2 separate regions of the Rattus norvegicus genome follow, and region 1 is linked to region 2. Evidence: chromatin contacts called from public Hi-C data. All regions are on one chromosome and are shown on one strand. The core of a region is the stretch at or near the end of the contact, and the rest is flanking DNA. Distances in the headings are between cores, read along the strand shown. Region 1 overlaps Cfap70 (cilia and flagella associated protein 70). Region 2 holds the start of Ppp3cb (protein phosphatase 3 catalytic subunit beta).

What was found. Hi-C and Micro-C count contacts between places; a contact is called where the count stands out from the background.
Region 1: a contact with region 2 is called in a Hi-C map of Schwann cells, with 2.3 times the contacts expected there. The contact joins the enhancer-like site here to the promoter of Ppp3cb in region 2.

What each region holds. Positions count from the first base shown.
Region 1 is chr15:3,954,440-3,957,916 of GRCr8, forward strand. It overlaps Cfap70 (cilia and flagella associated protein 70), which reads left to right. Exons shown (of 29, transcript NM_001108370.2): 24 at 2,084-2,236; 25 at 2,829-2,990. Among named protein-coding and RNA genes, the nearest start is that of Mrps16, 12 kb to the right of the region's middle. Within about 2 kb of position 2,017, at least 2 of the 93 cell types and tissues checked have an H3K27ac peak or open chromatin away from gene starts, as enhancers often do. A contact at or near this core is called in Schwann cells, where this site is marked.
Region 2 is chr15:3,807,267-3,810,883 of GRCr8, forward strand. It overlaps Ppp3cb (protein phosphatase 3 catalytic subunit beta), which reads left to right and starts at 1,996. Exons shown (of 14, transcript NM_017042.2): 1 at 1,996-2,119. The coding sequence starts at 2,035. LOC103693236 (a long non-coding RNA gene) reads right to left here. Exons shown (of 2, transcript XR_005493820.2): 1 at 2,131-3,617.

The DNA of each region.
Region 1 (3,477 bases), core at 767-3,266, 150 kb after region 2:
AGTCAGACTCTAAGTTTGACTGTAGTCTGACTTCTTTCTAGTTTAGAATATTTTTACATTTACATATTTATGAGGAGACACACACATGTGAGGTCCAAGGACAACTTGCCTAAGTCCGTCTTCTCCTCCCACCATGTGGTTCTGTGGATCAAACACAGGTCATTTGGTTTGGCAGCAAGTACCCTTACCCACGGAGCCATCATGCCAGCTCCTGGACCTTTTCTTTTAAGGTGTTATGAGTGGTGGGATTCATAAGCCTGTGATCATGTGATCAAACCCCTTTCCCTGCAAAGTCCTGTGCATGTGATCATGTGATCAAACCCCTTTCCCTGCAATGTCCTGAGCCTGTGATCATGTGATCAAACCCCCTTCCCTACAACGTCCTGACCAACTGAAAACAGATATACAATGCCATGTGAGAAAGGGCTAAAATAGTAAATGATTTTAATCATAAAACTAGGCTATAGGTCTGGCAAGATGGCTTAGTAAAGGGCTTGCCAACCAAGTCTCATGATTTGAGTTTGATCCTGGAACCCCTATGGTGGAAGAAGAGAACTAACTCTTGTATACGTTTTTTGTTTTTGGGGTTTTGTTTTTTTGTTTTTTTTGGTTTTTTTTTAGATTTATTTATTATATATGAGTACACTGTAGCTATCTTCAGACACACCAGAAGAGGGCATCGGATCTCATTACAGATGGTTGTGAGCCACCATGTGGTTGCTGGGATTTGAACTCAGGGCCTCTGGAAGAGCAGTCAGTGCTCTTACCACTGAGCCATCTCTCCAGCCCTTGTTTTTTTTTTTGGATATCTTTTATTTACATTTCAAATGTTATTCCCTTTCCCAGTTTCCTGGGCCATAAGCCCCCTATTCCATCTCCCCTCCCCCTGCTTCTATGAGGATGTTTCCCCACCTCTTCCTCCCTCCCTGCCCTGACATTCCCCTACACTGAGGGGTTGAGTCTTGGCAGGACCAAGGGCTTCTCCTCCTGTTAGTGCCCAACAGGGCCATCCTCTACATATGCAGCTGGAGCCATGGTTCTCTCCGTGTGTGGTCTTTGGGTAGTGATAAGTTACTCTTTTAACTCAGCATGTGCAATGTGGTATCGGTGTGCCCCTGCTCCCCCCCCATCCCTACAAACATACATACACATACAAACACAAATAAATGTAAGAGAATTGTTTTGAATTGTACTAGAGAATATTACTGGTTCCAAATATACTGACACACATTGTCACAGGCAGAGCATCTGGGTGTCAGTCTTCTTCCCAGAAAAGAAGGCCATCCAATAGTCACATGACCACCTGAGGAGTTACCATGAGCAAGTGATGGGAGGGAGGGGGACCTGGTGGAGTTGACTCTGATCTTGTAAACTTGTACCTCACCGAGGGCATGCAATCTCAAGAATTATGATCTGGGTGGGATTGAATCACATTAGAAATGAACCCTTCCCAGCAGTGAATAAATGCACCTCCCGGAGTCAGTGCCAGGAGTCACGTAGAGAGAAAAAGTGCATCTTGCCAGGGTGGTTTCCTGGGAAGGTGGGCATAAGGCTTCCGTATCACAGGCTAGGGCTAGAATGGACAGCAGAAGCTGGGGAGGGTCCCAGGCACATCTGACTGCACCAGACTTGCAGGTCCTTTGAAGGGTTGGGGATAAAGAGCCCCAAATGCTTTGGTGAACATAAATATTTAGTGCTATGGCAATAGCACCAGTGTATGCTTGTGAAGTCCCAAGTCTTAGCACGTTAAAGAGGCAGGTTTTGTCATTATGAGTTTCCTTCCGATGTCAACTGTCTGGAAATGCTACTTCAAGTGCAAGCAGGGAGGGTCACGAAGTGCTGCTGCCTGCTCCTCCTCATAAGTGCCGTCTGAACCTTGGTCTCACAGCCACAGGCCTGCCCCGTGTAGCACTGCAGCGGGAATGCTGGTGGCTTCCCCTGTCCCTGTACCACTGCAGATGATCGCCCTGCCCTCCAGTCCCTCACTGTTTACCGTCAGAGCCACACTCACTCCACCCTAAAAGCTGTTCAGCTGACACAGTGCAGTCACTGTTATGTTCTGAGTCACTGGGTTTCCTTGCAGTTCGTGCACCGAGTGCTGGCACATGAGCTTCTGTGCCCTCAAGGAGGACCTAGTTGTGAGTATTATCTGGTTCTGGCCCAGACACACCTTCTCAAGAAGGACTTCGCCAAGACAGAGGAGTACCTGCAGCAGGCAGCACAGATGGACTACCTGGTACTGAGTTCCTAAAGAAAGCCTCCGAGTGGGAGGAGGAGGGGTGTACGGTCTTTGCTAGAATGGAGATGACAGTGGGACACAGAAGCCTGAGTCTCAGCCGCTTGGGAGGGTGGGCCCAAGAGCCTGAAGTTAACACAGTCAGCATGGTGATACTCTGAAAACTGATAGAGTAGTGGCGCCACGCAGAAGGAGACTTCCGGCATGCGTGGGTAATATTTACGTGTGTGTCGGTTTTTAAAAAGTAAATAACCCTGAGTCCTACACGAGGTAAAGAATACACAGGCAGTCATTTAGCAGGGTTGCTCGTTATTTCAAGTTCTAGACTTTTCTTTGCTCCTGATAGCATCATAGTGATTATAGCTGAGTGTGTGTCTTAATATGCACCCCGAACACAAAACGGCTTTTGAGGAATACAAGAATGAGAGTATTCCCAGGAACAGACCCACCCATGTGTTAAAATGCTTCTTTCTGTATGCGCGCTCTTAGGGAAAGAGAGAAAAAAATGTATGCATCTAAATTTAAATGTTTAACAAAATTCATTAAGGACTTAAATGTCACCTCACTGTGTGCTCTTCGTGTGCTTCCTCAGAACCCCAACGTCTGGGGTGTGAAGGGCCATCTCTACTTCCTGAGTGGAAACCATGCCGAGGCCAAAGAGTGCTACGAGAGAACTGTTAGCTTTGTGGTAGATGCTTCTGAGATGCACTTCATCTTCCTGCGCCTGGGACACATCTACCTGGAAGAGAAAGAGGTAAGGGAGAGAGAAGGCCCCAGTCTGTGGTCCAGGACCTGGCAATGGCTACAGAGAAAATAGCTCAACGCTGCCACCTACAGCGACCTGAAGAGCTCCCGGCCTCGATCCTCCCCTAATCCTCCCACACGGTCATAGCCACTTACGGAGACTTACCAGAGGCTTTGGGTAAAACTACATCCATGACTGCACTGCAGAGAAGAATTCAGGAGGAAGTCAGGATGAAGCAGAGTTAGGGAGTTTATTAAGTAGAAACACAGAGTAGCACACGGTTTAGTTAAATGCGAGTTGGGGAGGAGAGAGAAAAACTGACTCAAGAGTTAGTGCGACCCCAAATGGGGACGGCCTTCTCGAGAGAGCGCTCCGGGTGTCCTTACAGTGTCCACATGCCTGAGTCTGGGGTGCCATTTTTTTTTTAAAGCTTCAACAATTAAGTAAATTTTTGAAAATCATGAGTTCAAAATTTAAGTGAACGTTATGAGCTGTG
Region 2 (3,617 bases), core at 746-3,245:
AGAGTTAGAACATCTCTGTGATGATGAGATCTAGCTTCACCCATGACCCAAAAGTCGATTTCCTTTAAAAAGTATTTTGTAGTGGCTGGAGCCATTCAAAGGTTAAGAGAACAGGCTGTTCATTCATTGTACATGGGTTCAGTTTTCAACACCACATTTGGTAGGTCTCGTTCCAAGGAATATAACTCTCTCTTCTGCCCTCCATGCAGACTGAACACATGTGGTGCACATTCATGCAGGCAAAACATATATACATACAAAAGAAAATAATTTTGTAGGTTCCCTTTGCAACGAATGTCTATTGGGTTTTCCCTCCTTATTTACTCCAGATCTTGGTCTCACTGATGAACAGAAAGAGACAACGGATGCTGAGAATGTTGTTCTGCTGCCTTCCTAATCATTGTAGACAGATTCTGAGCATGTATGTTATTGATAGGATACAGAGGACTTTCTTGTTTCATCCTATTTGGATGCTGTAACAGACACATGGGCCTTAGATATATTGGCCCCTGAACCTTTCAACACCATTCGTGTCATACATACTCCTCTAACCTTTTATAAGAATTGCAGTGGCTGCATATATATGAGACAGACGCATGAAGGCCAGAGTACATTGTAGCAGTCAGCTCTCTTTTTCTACCGTGTGTGCCCTGTGGTTCCATAATTGGGTTTGGTGCCTTTACAGCCTGAGCCATCTTAGAGTAACCGATAGTTATTGATGGAACAATCTCTTCTTGTTTCTTGGCCTTATGGACGCTAGCCGACCTGGATATGTAAGTTGCCCACACCCAAATTCTGTGTATATACAGATAAGGAACTAACTTCAGTTTTCTACCTACTTAGTGTCCGCTTTCCAACTTTTCTATTACATTTAACTTACTTACTTACTTACTTACTTACTCAACGTTTTAGCAGAGGTCAGACTTGAAGGAATCTATTCCTTCTTTCCATTGACTCCTTCCACCAAGTGGATTCATCCCAAGGAATTTAGGTCACCCACCTTGGCTGCAAGCACCTTTATCCATTGGACCATCTCTCTAACTTCAAATGTATTTGCCCAATGAATTAAGAAAGCCCATAGCCTTTCCAGGTGAATCTTAACAGGTTTCTGAATATCTCTTGATGTCATTCCCTACTTCCCTTGACTCCTTTTGGTTCTTAAATCATGGTGCTTAGACTTTGTCAGCTGAATTTATGTGCCTTTGGACTCTTCCAAACCCAAACCAAGGGTTGGAATTCTATGCAACCCTCTATGCCCCCCTCCCGTTTGTTGAGACAGTCTCACTTTGTTGCCCTGAGTGGCTACCTCTGCCTCCTGAGGTCTGGCAGTAAAGGACAAATTCCATTTTAAATGATAATAGCACTCTTCCTTTTTTTTTTAAAGTTTATTTATTTATTATATATGAGCATACTATAGCTGTTTTCAGACACACCAGAAGAGGGCACCAGATCTCATTACAGATGGTTGTGAGCCACCATGTGGTTGCTGGGATTTGAACTCAGGACCTCTGGAAGGGCAGACAGTGCTCTTAACCACTGAGCCATCTCTCGCACCAATAATGCTACTCTTTACATTTTCCAATGCTTCTTTCATTTTTGTCCCTACTCAGATTTTGTAGATAAATTGTCATATATTTGTCTAATAGTGGGAAATTCTGAGGTCACATTACATCTCTTCATTTCCCTGGGCTCCAAAGAGGCCAGAAAAATGTTCTTTTTACCTTGCACTCATCAACAGTCCCTAAGTCTAGTCTGCACCCTTCTCTTTACTGGCTTGTCTTTCTGCATGTCAGGAATTTTCACCTGGTCCCTTGGACTGCTCCCGTTTCTGTAGTAGCTTCGGTAATTTTGCTCAAGTCCCTGGAGCCTGTCCCGCCCCCGCCCCCGCACGCGCGGTGCATGACGGTCTTAGCCCCTCTGAAGGGAAAGAGGGTCCGCCATGTTCCCCGGCGGCGCCGCCGCTCGGCTCTGGTAGCCGCCGCCCCCGCCCCCAACCCCGCCCGGCCCGGCACCTAGCCGAGCCCCGGGCCCAGCATGGCCGCCCCGGAGCCGGCCCGGGCCGCGCCGCCCCCTCCCCCGCCCCCGCCGCCCCCCCTCGGGGCCGACCGCGTCGTCAAAGGTGAGAGGTACCCGAAGCCCTGGGGGCCTGGCGTGAGGCGCGGTGTGAAGGCGGGCGGGAGTCCGTCCCCTCCGGAGCCGGCCCGGCGGGGCGGGCGAGTGACTGGCTGCCTCCCTTGGGGAGTGGCCCCTGGGCGGGTCCCCGCTGGGCCGGGCCCAGGCGTTGGCTGCTCGGCCGTCTCCCGCTCGCCCTGCAGGCCCGGGCGGGGGTTCTGTGCGGGGTGTCGCTAACGCGGGGTTAGGGCGGTCCGCCGCAGCGAGCCCCTTTCTTTCCTGCATTGCCTGTTACCGGCGCAGTGCCCGTGTTGAGCTTCCGGCTCATCGACAGCTGCACTCCGGCTGGCCGGGGCGCACCGTGGGGCCCCGGATTCCCTTAGCTTCACGCCGGCGGACTCGTCCGGGTTCTGGCCCACGCCTGCTCCCGGGTGACAGCGCCTTGCGAGCGCCAACAGCAGGGTGTTTGCGCTCGGTCCTCAGGTGCCACCCGGCGCGGAAATTGGGGAAAACCATATGGGACTGGACAAGAGTGAAGGATCCAGGCGTGACTTAGGAACCCAGACGTAGCTGCAGGGCAGTATTGCAGAGAGGACAACTCCTCCCCCCCCCCCCCCAGAAAAGTCGCATGTATAGGAAGTGGTAGTTATTTTAAAAACCGTCAGCACGTAACAGAAAGGGTTTTACGTATCGTCTCTAAACACGCGTTATACTCTTTAGAAAAAAAGTGAAATTCTTCTGTGCCAAGGAGGGAGGAGATAATGGACGTTTGTGTACAGATAAACAGATTTATTTAAGATAAATTGAGAGGCAGTTGAGAGTTCTTTAAAAGTCCAAGCTCTCAAAGAGAGCTACCACATCTACTACACTAATACTGTGGATATTAGTAAGAACTGAAATTATTTTTCTTTAAAGTTATTTTAATTTTCAAATACAGTGTCAAGTACAGACTGGCACATTGTTTAAATACTGTTAGTTTTGTTTTGAACTGTGACTGTGGTTTGCCATTAAAATATTTAAAACAAGAAACCCTTTTCTCGAGCGTGTGTGTGTGTGTGTGTGTGTGTGTGTGTGTGTGTGTGTGTGTGTTTCGTGGTAGTTTTCCCGAGATACTCTGTGTCCTGGAACGGAACCTGTAGACCAGGTTGGCCTGAAACTTAGAGGAGATTTGCCTGCCTCTGCCACTTGAGAGCTCAGATTAAAGGTGTGCACCACCACTCACTGCCCACCTATGTGTTTTCTGTTTTCAGTCTGCACTTTTTGGTTCTTAAAGCATGACCAAATATATTCAAACCTAGGCTTATGTGGTTGGGTTAGGCGTTAGAATGAACTAAAGAGTTTTTGAGCTTCTTTTTCTGGGATTTTTTTTTTTTTCTTTTGCCTTAAGAAAGAGACAAAATCAGTCGCTGATCCTATCAATACCTGTAGTTTTGTAGGTGGGGGTTGAAACAGGCAATGGCCTCCTCTTTATTTTCTTAACTGTATTTCCTGTATGCTTATTTCTC